3 separate regions of the Mus musculus genome follow, and all the other regions are linked to region 2. The links are chromatin contacts, called in public HiChIP or PLAC-seq and promoter capture Hi-C maps. All regions are on one chromosome and are shown on one strand. Each heading gives the region's core, a stretch centred on a gene start, on an enhancer-like site or on the middle of the called end of the contact. The rest is flanking DNA. Distances are from core to core; before and after follow the strand shown.

Region 1 (4,294 bases), core at 559-3,058, 500 kb after region 2:
CACGTAATGCCTCTGCTAAAACCACCATTCACGGACTGACAGAATGCCTTATCTATCGTCATGGTATTCCACACAGTATTGCTTCTGACCAAGGAACTCATTTCACAGCCAGAGAAGTACGACAGTGGGCCCACGATCATGGCATTCACTGGTCTTACCACGTTCCCCATCATCCTGAAGCAGCTGGGCTGATAGAAAGATGGAACGGCCTTTTGAAGATGCAGTTACAGCGCCAATTAGGTGGTAACAGCTTGGAAGGCTGGGGCAGAGTTCTTCAGAAGGCAGTATATGCTTTGAATCAGCGCTCGATATATGGTACAGTTTCACCCATAGCCAGGATTCATGGGTCCAGGAATCAAGGTGTGGAAAACGGAATAGTTCCACTTACTATCACTCCTAGTGACCCTCTAGGAAAATTTTTGCTTCCTGTCCCCATAACTCTAGGTTCTGCTGGCTTAGAAGTTTTGGCTCCAGAGAGGGGAGTGCTCCTACCAGGAGCTACAACAAACATTCCATTGAACTGGAAGCTCAGACTTCCCCCTGGTCATTTTGGGCTTCTAATGCCCTTAAACCAACAGGCTAAAAAAGGAATAACAGTGTTAGGAGGGGTGATAGATCCAGATTACCATGGGGAAATTGGATTACCTCTTCACAATGGTGGTAAGCAAGATTATGTCTGGAGTGTAGGAGATCCCTTAGGGCGTCTCTTAGTACTACCATGTCCTGTGATTAAAGTCAATGGGAAACTACAACAGCCTAATCCAAGCAGGATGACAAAGGACGCAGACCCATCAGGAATGAAGGTATGGGTCAATCCTCCAGGAAAAGAGCCAAGACCTGCTGAGGTGCTGGCTGAAGGTGAAGGAAATACAGAATGGGTAGTAGAGGAAGGTAGTTATAAATACCAATTAAGGCCACGTAACCAGTTGCAGAAACGAGGATTATAAAGTAATATGAATGCCCATTGTAAATTTACTAATGCGTTTGCGATTGTACGAGGGATAGTTATATCATGTTAGGCGTATTTACAACCTTGTTATTGTTTCATGTGAACATGAGATATTATTTGTGTCAAGTTGACAAGGGGTGGATTGTAGTGGCTATTCCTGGTTGTCAACTTGACAATATTTGGAATGAACTACAATCCGGAATTGGAAGGCTCACCAGTGACCCTTATCTGGAGGCTTGGAGATCCTTATCTGGATCTTGGTTTGAAGATCTTGAGCCATAGTGGCTATGGATTCCAGAAGATTGAATCTCCGAGTTAAGGAACACACCTTTAATCTGGGCTATGCCTTTCATCTGGGATTAAAGGTGTGGTGGAACACACCTTTAATCTGGGCTACACCTTTTGCTGGAGACAATATAAGGACATTGGAAGAAGGGAGTCTAGCTCTTGCTCTTGCTCCTTTGCCTGCTTGCTGCGTGAGACTGAGTAACTGCTAGATCCTTGGACTTCCATTCACAGCTGCGACTGAACAATTGTTGGGAATTCGGCTGCCGACTGTAAGTCATCAATAAATTCCTTTACTATTTAGAGATTATCCATAAGTTCTGTGACTCTAGAGAACCCTGACTAATACACCACCCCTGGCCCCACCCCTGACCTCATCCCTGACCCCACCCTGACCTCATCCCTGGCCCCAGCCCTGGCCTCATCCCTGGCCCAGCCCTGGCCCCAGCCCTGACCCCACCCCTGGCCCCACCCCTGACCTCATCCCTGACCCCAGCCCTGGCCCCACCCCTGACCTCATTCCTGGCCCCACCCCTGACCTCATCCCTGGCCCCACCCCTGACCTCATCCCTGGCCTCATCCCTGGCCCCAGCCCTGGCCCAGCCCTGGCCTCATCCCTGACCCTATCCAGCCTCAAGCCAACTCTGCTCCCTCAGTCTCTGCTTCTGTGACATTCTTGTCAGTTGCTACTTTTCCTTACCCTGACACAGACCACTTGACTGCTCGGTCCTCTGCAGACAGTCCCAGGAGACACACAACCTGCTCCAAACACACTAGTTAAAGACCCAGAAGACCTCTGCCACACTATCAAGGTAAAGCAACCCAAAACCCAGGTAAATACCTGCTGGTGTGAAGACCAAGTAACGATGCATGGATTTTTTTTTTTTTTTCCGAGACAGGGTTCCTCTGTGTAGCCCTGGCTGTCCTGGCACTCACTTTGTAGAGCTGGCTGGCCTCGAACTCAGAAATCACCTGCCACTGCCTCCCAAGTGCTGGGATTAAAGGCGTGCACCACCACCGCCCAGCAAGATGCATGAATCTTAACCAGGGAGAAGAGTGGTAAAGGTATGGACAACCCATACTGTTGTATCTGCACACTGACCCAGTTACTTTTATAAATACCATACCTATGACCACTTCCTCCATAACACTCAGGAATGCAAGCAGAGTTTGTGCCAGGGGCAGACAAGTAAGGCAAAGGCTTTCTTTCCAGTGGTCGGCTACAATTCCCACAATCTGATGTGGGCACACGGAGCGGGGTGGTATCAGTTGGAGTGAACATATATGGCCTTACTTACCCTTTCTATCTCCTGGAGGTACAAGAGTGCAATGTCCCCAGCTTTCTCATAGCAGGTGATGACGTCCTGCTCCCGGTCCACATGGAGATTACTGGTAGAGGACGAAACAGGCAGTTTCTCTAAACAAAGTCCTAAGAGCAAAGCAAACACATAGAAACTGAACAAGTTGGTTTTCATAGGACATGATTCTAAGTCTGGATGCACAGGGTCACAGAATGGTCGGCTCTGCAAGAGGCTATCGGAGAAGCAGATCCTCTATCCTGACTTCCTTTTAATTAGACAGGGTCTTGCTATGTAACACTGGCTGGTCTGGATTCCCTGAGTAAACCAAGGATCCACTTGCCCCTCTCTCTGCTTCTCAGTTAAAGGCACAGGGCACCCACACCCTGACTGTCTTCTCTTTTAAAGACAAAATGGAATATCAAAATGAAGCTCCAGAAGGAATATCTAAAGTTGCAGAAGAAAGGGGCCATTCAGTTCACACCACATGCAGTCTGGCTCACCCTGAACTCAGCTTGAACTGGAGAGGGCCTTCACACGAGCTCTTTCAGTCCTGAAGCGTATGGTAGTATGGTGGTCATGTTTAGACATCAGCATGACCAAGCAACGGGATGCTAGGACATCGGGACAAACCTTCTGGGTATGTCTGTAGGGTTTTCTGGATGAGACTTACACTTGGGCTGGTAAACAGAGTAAGCAGGTTCCCTTCCCTACGTGGGCAGGCCTCATCCAATCAGCTGGGAGAAAGGCAAGCATGGTCTTTCCCTGTCTGAACTGAAGTACTGGCTTCTTGCTTGGGGCCTGCTAGCTGTCTGGCTGAAACCTATGCCACTGGATCTTCAGGTGCCCAGGACTCTAGACACGAATGGAAGTATGCCAGCAGCTCCCTTTAGGGTTCTAGCAGTTAACTAAAGGTCTTATCTCCAACTCACCATGTCCCAGGATGGTTCTGATTAATACAAAGACCCTCACTCAACTATGCCCAAAGCTTTTCAACAATTTTTTAAAATAAGCAAGCCTGTCAACTCTAGTTTAGAGTTTATATGTCCCCTAAGGCCTTTAGTTAGAAGCCTGGTCCCCCCTTTACCCCCAGAGGTGCTACAGGGAAGTCATGGAATCTTTTAAGACGTGGCAGTGAGTGGGAAGTCTTTAGGTCACTGGGGCATGCCTTGGAATAAGTTTTCAATTCTCTGAGGGAACATTACTTAGAAACTTGGGAAATCTTATTACATTAGGACCAACACTTAGGCCTACAAGCTTAGGAGTAATTAAACCACGAGGCTGATTCTGGACCGAGAGAAAACCCAGAAACCTGAAGGTATTTTTCTCATAGATGGGGCAAACTCTTTGCTAGGGTAGAGTTCAGGGCTGAGATGTACAAAAGCATGAAAGGCTGAAAAAATAACAACATGAGGACAAGCAGACACTTCTTGACCCCCGTGCTGACCGACCTTCAACCCCCTAGAGAAACCAGACACAGTGGGGGAAGGACTAGCAGGTTTTCACAATAGGATCTCTGTTGCCTCAAGTGCCTTATGACATGGTATGCACCCAGCTCATTTAGAAGTCTGAGTCTGGAATTAGAAGGGACCAAAAAGGTCAATTCTCTTTTACAGCTAAGAAGTGGAGACCTGTCATGATAAAGAAAGTGATTTCCTTCAAATCAGACAGTTAATGGGTCTTTAGTCTCCTGCCTGGCATATACCATTATGCATGACATACATACATGACATACATACATGACATACATACACACACACAC
Region 2 (4,621 bases), core at 1,291-3,790:
GTGAGTTCCAAGACAGCTCGGACTTCACAAAGAAGCCATCTTGGGGATGAGGGGTGTCCAAAGAGTATCTATGGCCACCTCACAGCCCATAGCATCTGTAATAACAAGCTGAAGGATTCCTTAGAACTTAACAAAAATAACCTGCTTCCAGGTCTTCTGTACCTTATTATGAGACACTGCAGTAAGACAAGATTTTTTAAAAAAAGTTAAAGTAAACCTCCACTTCAGATGACATAGTTATGTGACTAGAAACTCTAAAGACTATTGAAGCTAATGAATGAGTGCAGCTAGTCTATGGGATACAATAGTAAACATGAAAAGATAAAACATTTGAATTTCTATGCTCAATACCATCTGGAGAACAAACCTTTATGTTAGATTCATAAAAGATGTGCAAGATCCCTGCACTATAACAACAAGGGGGAGCTACATATATGAAGAGATAGATTCATTCATGAATTATCAAAATATCACTTCTTCCCAAAACAGATTTAACGTAGTCCTAATCAAGATAACAGACTTTTTCTGTGCCTATGTTTAAAATGTCTGTCTTAAAAACCACAGTTCTTTGATTTTTTAAAACGGAAACAATTCATTACATCCAAAGAAATATCGAAAAAAGAAGAGCTAAGTTGGAGACTTTGCATTTCTTGACTTCAAGAGCTATAAAAATTCATTTAAATATTTTTAATGGGCATAACAACTAGATCAATAGATAACGGTCAAAAGAAAAGATTCCTGAAATAAATGTATTCTTACTTTCCTTCTCAATAATTGCCATTAGAAAAAGTGAGTATATTTTTGGACAAGGTGAACTTTGTCTCACATGCATAATAAATAAACTCTATACCACACAGACCAACCATACAAAAGTAGGGGAGAGACAAAGAACATATGCAACCTTGAAAGCAATAATATAATGCACAAAGTATATCAATCATTACAGACTGGAAAACTGGTCTTTAACAAAACTGAAAACTTTGTCAGGAAACTTTTTTAAAACAAGTAGGTATTCCAGAGAAGAAGAAAAATAATGGTAATAATAGTTGCAAAATACACACCTAAGAAAGGACTGGTAGTCTAGATTATATAAAACACTGCCCTTCAATAACAGGGACCATTGTGTGTGTGTGTGTGTGTGTGTGTGTGTGTGTGTGTGTGTGTGTGTGCATGTTGTATGTGTGTGCACATGTGTGCATGTGGAAACCAGAGGGGCTCTCACTGAACCGAGAGTTCACTGACTTGGCTACGGAACTGTGGCTAGCCAGCTCCACTTGGCCCTACCTGCTCAGGAGGAGTAGGATGTCAAAAGTCCACAGCTATGCTCATCCTTCTGTATGTGTGTTGGGGAGCTGAACTCTGGTCCTCACACTGTGATGAGCACATTACTGACTTGGCCATCTCCCCAGCTCCAAAACCAAGCTTTTAAGTGGGCAAAATAGTCCAACCATTTACAAAAGTCCAATATACAAGGTGTCCAGAGAACACAAAACCCCAAGGAGATAAGTTTATGTGCCTGTATACAGAAGGCTTAAAAATAAAATGGCTGGCTCTGTCAACAGTCTATAGGATGTGGACACTGCATTGTTGTGGGTTAGAAAAAGCTAGTTTGAAATGATGTCAGTCGGTACACTTCAGGAACACACTTTACACAAGACACATAACTGGTTCTTATGAATACAGAGACCTGAATAAACAAAACCAAGTTCTATAAAGGAGAAATATTCCATGGTGGAAAAAGAAATCAGAATAGTGGCTACCTCTGCAGGAATGTGGGTGGGGATTTACTGGGAAGATATTTGTGGGAGCTTTAATCCTTTGGTGGCTTTTAGATGATAAGGGAGGGAGGCCACCATTGTTTGGCTCCCAAAGTTATCAGGACTCACCTAATGGTACAATGACATGTCATTGCATGCAAATTTTACCACAAAAGCAAAAATCCGAGGATAGAGCTCTTAATAATGGCCAATACTGGCTGGAGATGGGGTGAAAGTGTGTGGGTGTCTACAACCATTCAAAGTGCATCCTGAGTGGGTTGGTGACTAGAAAGGAATGGGTAAATATAAGCAAGCCTGGTAAACTGTCACTTGTAGAATCTAGGTGGTGGTGTGTTGTGTCATTGTAAACGTCATTCGATTTTGATGTACTTGAGATGTTTCTTAAACTAGTAAAGGTAATTGGGTTACTCACCCTGGGTGTGAACTCAATACCCTCTAAAGTTCTTCCTCCCCAGGAGACACAATGCAAGATAAACGGTCTGTTAGTTACTCTCACCAAAATCATTTGCATCTATTCAACAGAACTGCAAGCTTTTCTAGTTCTGTTTCTGGCTAGTATCGTGGGTGGGTCTCCTGGGACCACTCTCTCTCTCTCTAAAGGCGGAGAAATTCTGTTTAGACCGTGGGTGGCTATGAATCCATTCCTTCACACAGCTATATTCGATCCCCTGTGGCTAAACTGCTGGGAACCAGGTGTGTCTGGAGGGCACGCAGCGCCCTCTTCTGGCCTGAGAGGAACCCACGCAGACCATCGAGGCTCTCGACCTATCTGTTAAGCAACCACTCCAGGGATCTGCACTCCCTGGTAGAAGCATCGCTGTTTAGAGGTCCAGGCGAGCGCCAGCGGAGGAGACCTGAGCAGGAGACTGGCCCTGAGGCCAAGGGGCGGGTACCGGGTGGAGTCGCCTCGGTTGGCAGCTGCAGAGCTCCACCTGTTGCAGTTTTTGAGCACTCCACAGAGAAGGCAGCTCTGGGCACGGACTTCTGCTCTCAGCCCCACTGGGCAGGGCAAGGCCACTTGAGAAGGGAAGCCAGGAACCATCCTGAACCTGTTCCACAGAGCAGGTGCGTTTGGGAAGGTGAGACGCGAAGGCGACGGCGGCTCCAGAGCTCATGGCAAGTTGGGGGTCTCTGGGTGGGCGCCCCAGCGGTTCACAAAAGAACCTTGTTGCCGGCTTACATGTTGTAGCTTGGAGTTCTCAGCTCAGCGCCACTGACTGCGCAAGAACTACAGAGCCGAGGCGATCAAAACCGGGTGAAAGAGATGGAACTCTTCTGGCCGCTGTCCTTGGCCGGTTCTCCGGGAGATGGGCTGGCAGGGCCGGCACGTGTGGACAGAGAACGCCCGGTGCAGGCCCTAGAGGCCAAGGGCGATCTGGTATGGGGGAAGTCAAGGAAGGCTCCCTGGGAGGATGCTTCTAACTTCCTTCACTGTTCCAACCTCCCCCTCTGTTCTCCTCCCCACAGCGGTCCGCCCTCGTGCTGCCGTGGAGCCTGTGTGCCCAGCAGAGATCCGAGCCGGCTGATCTGCCTCTTCGCACTGTCCCTGCGTCCGTGCGTCTGCCCCAAACCCGTTCCGACCTCTGAGCCCTGGTTATTCTGGTGGATAGAGGCTCTCGGCAGAACATTGTCACTAATACGCAACACAGATCCACCTGGAGAGGCACCGAAGACAGAGAACAGCCCGTATCCCAGCCATCACAGCTTGGAAAGCAATGCTCCGAGGAACCCGGACCTTGATGTGAAGCTTACCCGCCGATTCTCTCTGGACCCACGACCTTTTTTTTCTTCAAGAGGAGTTCAAGTTCTAGGGAGTTTGCCTTGAAGGCACGCCACGCCCCCTCCCCAATCTGAGCCGAATTAGGAGCTCGGGTGAACCCGGGTCGCCCGCACCCTCGCACCAAGTCGAAGCAGATTCTGTGTCCCGACCCTCTGGTCTTCAGCCTTAAGGAGAACTCCAGAGAGGACAGGGAGGCGGCGACGACAAAGCGGATTCGAAACCACGAGTCCAGGCGGACGTGGGGAGCTGGCTACACAGGAACCACCGAGGAGGCGGCGGCGGCCGGGAGATCCACGCCGCCTTGGGGAACGCGCGGCGGGCATGGGCGAGCCCGCACGCAGAGCAGGCTAAGGTCGGCAGAGCACATCCTCCCCGGGGCGTGGGCACAAGTCCGCGGGCAGCAACCCTCGCGGAGCTGTCCTCCAGTGCCATGGCTGGCCGCGGTTGCGGCTGCAGCCCCGGCCACCTGAACGAGGACAACGCGCGCTTCCTGCTGCTCGCTGGGCTCATCCTGCTCTACCTGCTGGGCGGCGCCGCAGTCTTCTCCGCGCTGGAGCTAGCGCAGGAGTTGCAGGCCAAGCAGCGCTGGGAAGAGCGCCTGGCCAACTTCAGCCGGGGCCACAACCTGAGCCGTGAAGAGCTGCGAGGTTTCCTCCGCCACTACGAGGAAGCCACCAGGGCGGGCATCCGCATGGACAGCGTGCGCCCTCGCTGGGACTTCACGGGCGCCTTCTACTTCGTGGGTACAGTGGTTTCTACCATAGGTAAGTGAGCCGCCTGGTCACACCATGCCCCTAGTTCCTGGGCCCTCACAGGACCTAGCATCTCACCCTTGGGGTTCTCCGCTTGGGCGCCCAGCGATGCACCTCGGGATTCCTTTGTGGCTAATCAACAGGTGTGAATGGATCCCAACCACACCCGAAGATTATTAGAATTACCCCAGACCTCTGCCTAGACCAGAACCAGCTGCTCTTTGTTAGCCAGTCGCCAGGAATTTGAATGGTTCTTAAATTAGGGAAGCGCTTTTGTAGACAGTCAGTCTGGCTCAGCAGACAGGGCTGAG
Region 3 (4,580 bases), core at 519-3,018, 360 kb before region 2:
GGAAGAGGGAAATCAACGTGTTGGACTCATATGTTTATATTGATCGTCCATCAAAATGGTAATGTTCTGGATACATCACTACCAGTGAAACTCAATTTAACCTGTCTCTCATTGATATGTACATTGCAGCTGCTAATATCTTTTAAGAGACGCCCATGGCACACATATGGTTACCGAGAACCTCACATTCTCAACAGGTGCTAGGGACAGGAAAAGACAAACATAGCTAGATTAGTAGATGCCAACTGGCACATTTTGTACTGCAGCCACCTCTTTGAGAATTGTTAGAATGCTAAGAAAATGTCCAGCCAGTGGCCAGCATCCCGTGTAGGTGCGAGGATCAACACGCCCAGATGTTTGAAATTGTGAGCTGTCTGTCTGAAGCTTCCTGCTTCTGTCAGTAGGGTCTTAACACAGAGATAGTATCGTGGGCGTCCATGATGGGTCATGGTTGGGCTTTCACTCCTGCTCCCAATAGCTACGCCATCTTTCCAACCTCAGGAAGATGACAGCACCGTCCTTGAGGCGTTGCCAGATCACTAACTACTTTGCAATTGAGCACTCTTTTCTTCTCTCAGATGGAGACTCATAAGGCTTAACCTAAGGTTTAAGCACCTGAGTAAATCAGAAAAATGGCAGACGCCATAGAAGGGTCTGGGCTCCATTATTCTAATCTCAGGCCTTCAGGTTTTTGAAGAAAGTTCAAAGAAACACAACACAGCAATTCAAAACCACTTGTTAAAAAATGTGAGGGTTTTTTTGTTTTTGTTTTAGAAATAAGCTCAGCCTTCTGAAGCTGTCATCAAAAGCAGCCCAAAGAGAGGTTAAAAAGTAGCTCAGCGAAGTGCTTTTGTGCAAGCATGAAGAACAGAGTTTGGATCCCAAGGATTCCTGTAGAAAGCTGGGTGTGGCAGCACACACTTATGATCCCAGTGCTGGGGCAGCAGAGCCACCGTGCTCCCTGGGGTCTACTCCAGCCAGTCTAGCTGAACGGATGGAACTTCAGCTTCACTGACAGATCTGCATCAGAAATTAAGGCAAGCAGTGACAGAGGAAGATGCCTAATGCGCACACGCACACGCGCGCGCGCGCACACACACACACACACACACAGAGAACCACCACTGCAGCCAATGGAAGAAAAATAAGTTTGGTTTTAATCTTCAGGAATATGGACAGAAAAAAAGGAGGGAGAAACAAAATTTTCTATTTTACAGGAATTCAAACCATTGAGCCTTCAATGTGTCCTTCTTTGACATCCTTTGGGTCAAGGAGGCAAAGATTCAGGTTCTAATTAGAAAAGTGGAGCCCAGCATAAGTTCAATATTCTTCCACCACCCACACCACCTGCAAAACCGTGGAGAAGGAAGTATTCGGCTCAGCCCCGGAGGGAGTGTGCCTGGTGCATAAATCCTTACTTTCTTAACACTCTCCTTCTGGGGCTTTTACATTCAGCACAAGGAGTGGGAACTGCAAAAATAGACCTCGTGTTTCTGCAGAAGTGAAAGACTTATTGCATAATGGTGGTAAACTGCATCTACTAGAGCCACGTGCCCGCATGCAAACACCAACTCAACTCAAAAATAGATGAGTTTTTTGTTTTTCTTTTTTCTTTCTTCTTCTTTTTTAGATATCTAGCCTTAAAAGAAAAATGTGGGGTCACATGAGTAAAGTTAAAAAAATGATATTGGGAAAATAGAATGGTGTTAGCTAGTCAAAAAAAAAAAATCTGGTCAACAAATTCATTTAATTCCCAATGACTTCTCCCCAGCTGCAAGTTTCTCTTTACTTCTTCTTCTTCTTTTCTTCTTTTTCCCCTTTGTAAGAACGCTACAGAAATGGAAAGGAAATCATCTGTAAACAGAAAGTATCGATCTTGGCAGAAGCCCTGTAAGGCACACGCGTACCACTTCCTTCCTTCCTTCCTTTTGATCCCCAGTAATAAAGGGAGAGAGAAAACATTCAGACAAACTGTCAGAAGGAAAGGTCGCATCCCCTGACCCTTACTCAGCCTTTCCCATGTCTCCTCCTGAGGTTCAACCAGACCCTCGAATCAGAGCAGAAAAAAAAAATTCCTTCTTGCTTGATAACGGTTCATCCACTGAAGCCAGTTGATCTGTGACTATGAAACGGTTGATACGGGCAAGGCCTGAGCTGGGAGGAGAGGAAAATGGAAAGAGAATGTTCGTTTTAAGAAGTGTAAAATCTTTCCGCCAGATCAGCGCCATCATGGACACGAGTCGCGTGCAGCCCATCAAGCTGGCTAGGGTAACCAAAGTGCTGGGCAGGATTGGTTCGCAGGGACAGTGCACGCAGGTGTGAGTGGAATTTATGGGTGACACCAGCCGCCCTATCATCCAAAATGTCAAAGGCCCCCTTCGAGAGGGTGACATGCTCACCCTATTGGAGTCAGAAAGAGAAGCTCGAAGGTTGTGCTTGATGCTGGGTTCTGGATATCCACGATTTAGCCCATGGAATGACCTACAATTGTTAAATAAAGCATTTGTATTAAAAGAAGAAGAAGAAGAAGAAGAAGTATAAAATCTAGGATGTAGAAAGGCAGCTTGCCATAAAGTGCGGAGTGAAGCAAGTGTTACAATAGTGTGATACAAAGGCAGCTAATGCCCTGTGAGAGCTCCTGCGTCAGAACGCCTGGAGGTACTGTTTGCTTGCTAGAAATCTAGGTGCTGTTCTGGAAAATACAAGTTTAAGAGGAGATGGAAGAGAGACTCTAAGACTGTCCAACCTAAGAGTAGACAGACAGGCTGAGGACAGCATGGCCTCCAGCCACATCCCTGAGTCTGAAGGGAAAAAGTCCCAATGGACAGAATCCTCCCACCAGTAGCGTATCCAGAGCATAGCCAGCACCCAAGGTCACGTCATTTGTCTCCTGGAGGGGCTATTTTTGGAACCCATGTGACAGGGCACTGACAGTGTTTTAAGCAGCTGGACAGTCCAGACAGGAGTTGGATCACAGAAGACAAACGAGGGGACACTATGTGCTTCCCTTTGCAATCCTCAGTGGTGCCCCCCCCACCCCCCCGCAGCTTCAGAAGAAAGGCCAAAACCTTTTAAAAAGGCTTCCCTTGGTAAACCGGAACAGTATTCGGTATCCTGGGTGGCTAAACAGCAGGGAAGGAGGGTACAGCACAGGGCTTTAGGGCTGATGCGCAAACCTGGTTCTCTCTGGACTTGGTGTTCATTTATATCCGGGCTTCTCGGACATCATCTAAGTATTGGGCGCTGCCGTAAATGCTGGGAACGCCATGATCAACCAGTTAGACTCAAGTGGCTTCGTTCTGCTTGGGCAAACCAATTGCCTGCATACGTGATCGTTCCGATGGGTGTGTGCTACACAGGAGGAAAAAGAACAGAAAAGTATCAGAAGTTGAAGTTGACATCAAGGGAGTCTGAGGTTAGGAGGTTCTTAGGCAGTGTTTCCCAGGGTTAAGAAGCAGATGGGCAAAGCAAGCCACACGCAGAAGTCCCTACAATCACGCATGACGTCAGGACTGGACAAAGGTAGTTATGACTATTCTGTGGCTGTGACAGTTCCTTGTGTGCATGCTTTGAACAACCCTAGGTTATAAAACACATAAACAGGAGTTTTAGGAACCCAGGGGAAATAGACCTTTGAAGTTTGGTTAAGTTTGTAGAAAGGTGTTTTCCCTGGGCTGGGTAGGGTTTTGGCAGGTGGGGAACAGAAGCAAATTGGACTCTAAAAGAGGAAGGAACATGAACATGAAACACAAGTACATTAGTATGTGTGCCGATACCATGAAGTAGCTATAGATTTTTTTTTTCCATTAGGAAATGGAATCTTTAAAAGGTGAAACCATTGAAAGAAGTGTTGAAGGTCACCAACATATTTGGCGATAAAGTTCAAATGTAACCAAGTCTAGATGGAGCCCACATCGCCCTTCTGAAAGCACATGGTGCATAGTGAGCTTTTAACAGTGGCTGTTACTATAGGCATCAGTAAGACTGCAACAGCCACCATGGTGCCCAAGGACGGAGCGGGAGGTGACCAGAGCAGGCATGGAATGACAAGAGTCACAGGTGGGCTTTGAAAACTCTGTCCACGTGACCTGCATACTCTGGGCCAGAAATAGCCAATGGCAGACTGAAGAGATGGCTCAGGTAGCTACCGTGGTTGCTGTGCAAGTATGGGGACCTGGATGGATGCCCAGCTCCCTTGAGGATAAGCTGGGGGTGGTGCTGTGTTCTGTAACCCCAGCACCTGGGGAGGCTGAGGCAGGAGGCTGCCGGGGCTTGCTGGCCAGCAAGTCTCACCTAACCAGTGAGCTCCAGGGTTAGTGAGAGACCCTGTCTCAAAAGGGGCGGGGCTGAGCATGAGAGAGGAAGACACTGAGCCCTAGCCTCTAAGCACATGGGTACCTGAATACACACCCAAGTGCTAAAGCATCAAGTCCTTTGTCCCAGGATCCCACAGGGCAGAACCCACAGCCTCCTGGGGTCTGTCCCGAATTACTAACAATAAAGAGAAGGACCGTAGGATGAGAGCGCATTAGTGATAGTTGTGGGTAAAACCTCTGCTCAGAGACTGTATTTTGAGAACG

What was found. Promoter capture Hi-C pulls out the DNA fragments that hold promoters and counts their contacts. HiChIP or PLAC-seq counts read pairs in DNA pulled down with a chosen protein or histone mark.
Region 1: a contact with region 2 is called in a promoter capture Hi-C map of stem cell-derived epiblast-like cells, with 3 times the contacts expected there. The contact joins the enhancer-like site here to the promoter of Kcnk13 in region 2. A contact is called at or near these places in 3 of 39 promoter capture datasets (embryonic stem cells, pre-B cells and stem cell-derived epiblast-like cells), 1 of 15 datasets of contacts at CTCF or cohesin (large pre-B cells), 6 of 484 Hi-C or Micro-C datasets (the G1E-ER4 cell line and embryonic stem cells) and 1 of 115 datasets of contacts at active chromatin or transcription factors (microglia).
Region 3: an H3K27ac HiChIP or PLAC-seq map of microglia shows a contact between it and region 2, with 4 times the contacts expected there. The contact joins the enhancer-like site here to the promoter of Kcnk13 in region 2. A contact is called at or near these places in 4 of 39 promoter capture datasets (embryonic stem cells, liver and stem cell-derived epiblast-like cells), 1 of 15 datasets of contacts at CTCF or cohesin (the NIH/3T3 cell line), 1 of 115 datasets of contacts at active chromatin or transcription factors (microglia) and 1 of 9 other capture datasets (embryonic stem cells).

Annotation. Positions count from the first base shown.
Region 1 is chr12:100,463,648-100,467,941 of GRCm38.p6, forward strand. It overlaps Ttc7b (tetratricopeptide repeat domain 7B), which reads right to left. Exons shown (of 20, transcript NM_001033213.1): 4 at 2,533-2,663. Among named protein-coding and RNA genes, the nearest start is that of Gm36375, 29 kb to the right of the region's middle. Within about 2 kb of position 1,809, at least 33 of the 459 cell types and tissues checked have an H3K27ac peak or open chromatin away from gene starts, as enhancers often do. A contact at or near this core is called in stem cell-derived epiblast-like cells, where this site is marked.
Region 2 is chr12:99,961,959-99,966,579 of GRCm38.p6, forward strand. It overlaps Kcnk13 (potassium channel, subfamily K, member 13), which reads left to right and starts at 2,541. Exons shown (of 3, transcript NM_146037.2): 1 at 2,541-2,843; 2 at 3,246-4,322. The coding sequence starts at 3,989.
Region 3 is chr12:99,606,998-99,611,577 of GRCm38.p6, forward strand. The region is part of intron 2 of Gm26839 (predicted gene, 26839); the gene reads left to right. Gm35644 (a long non-coding RNA gene) reads right to left here. Exons shown (of 4, transcript XR_001780667.2): 4 at 3,099-3,351. Among named protein-coding and RNA genes, the nearest start is that of Gm35644, 11 kb to the right of the region's middle. Within about 2 kb of position 1,769, at least 31 of the 459 cell types and tissues checked have an H3K27ac peak or open chromatin away from gene starts, as enhancers often do. A contact at or near this core is called in microglia, where this site is marked.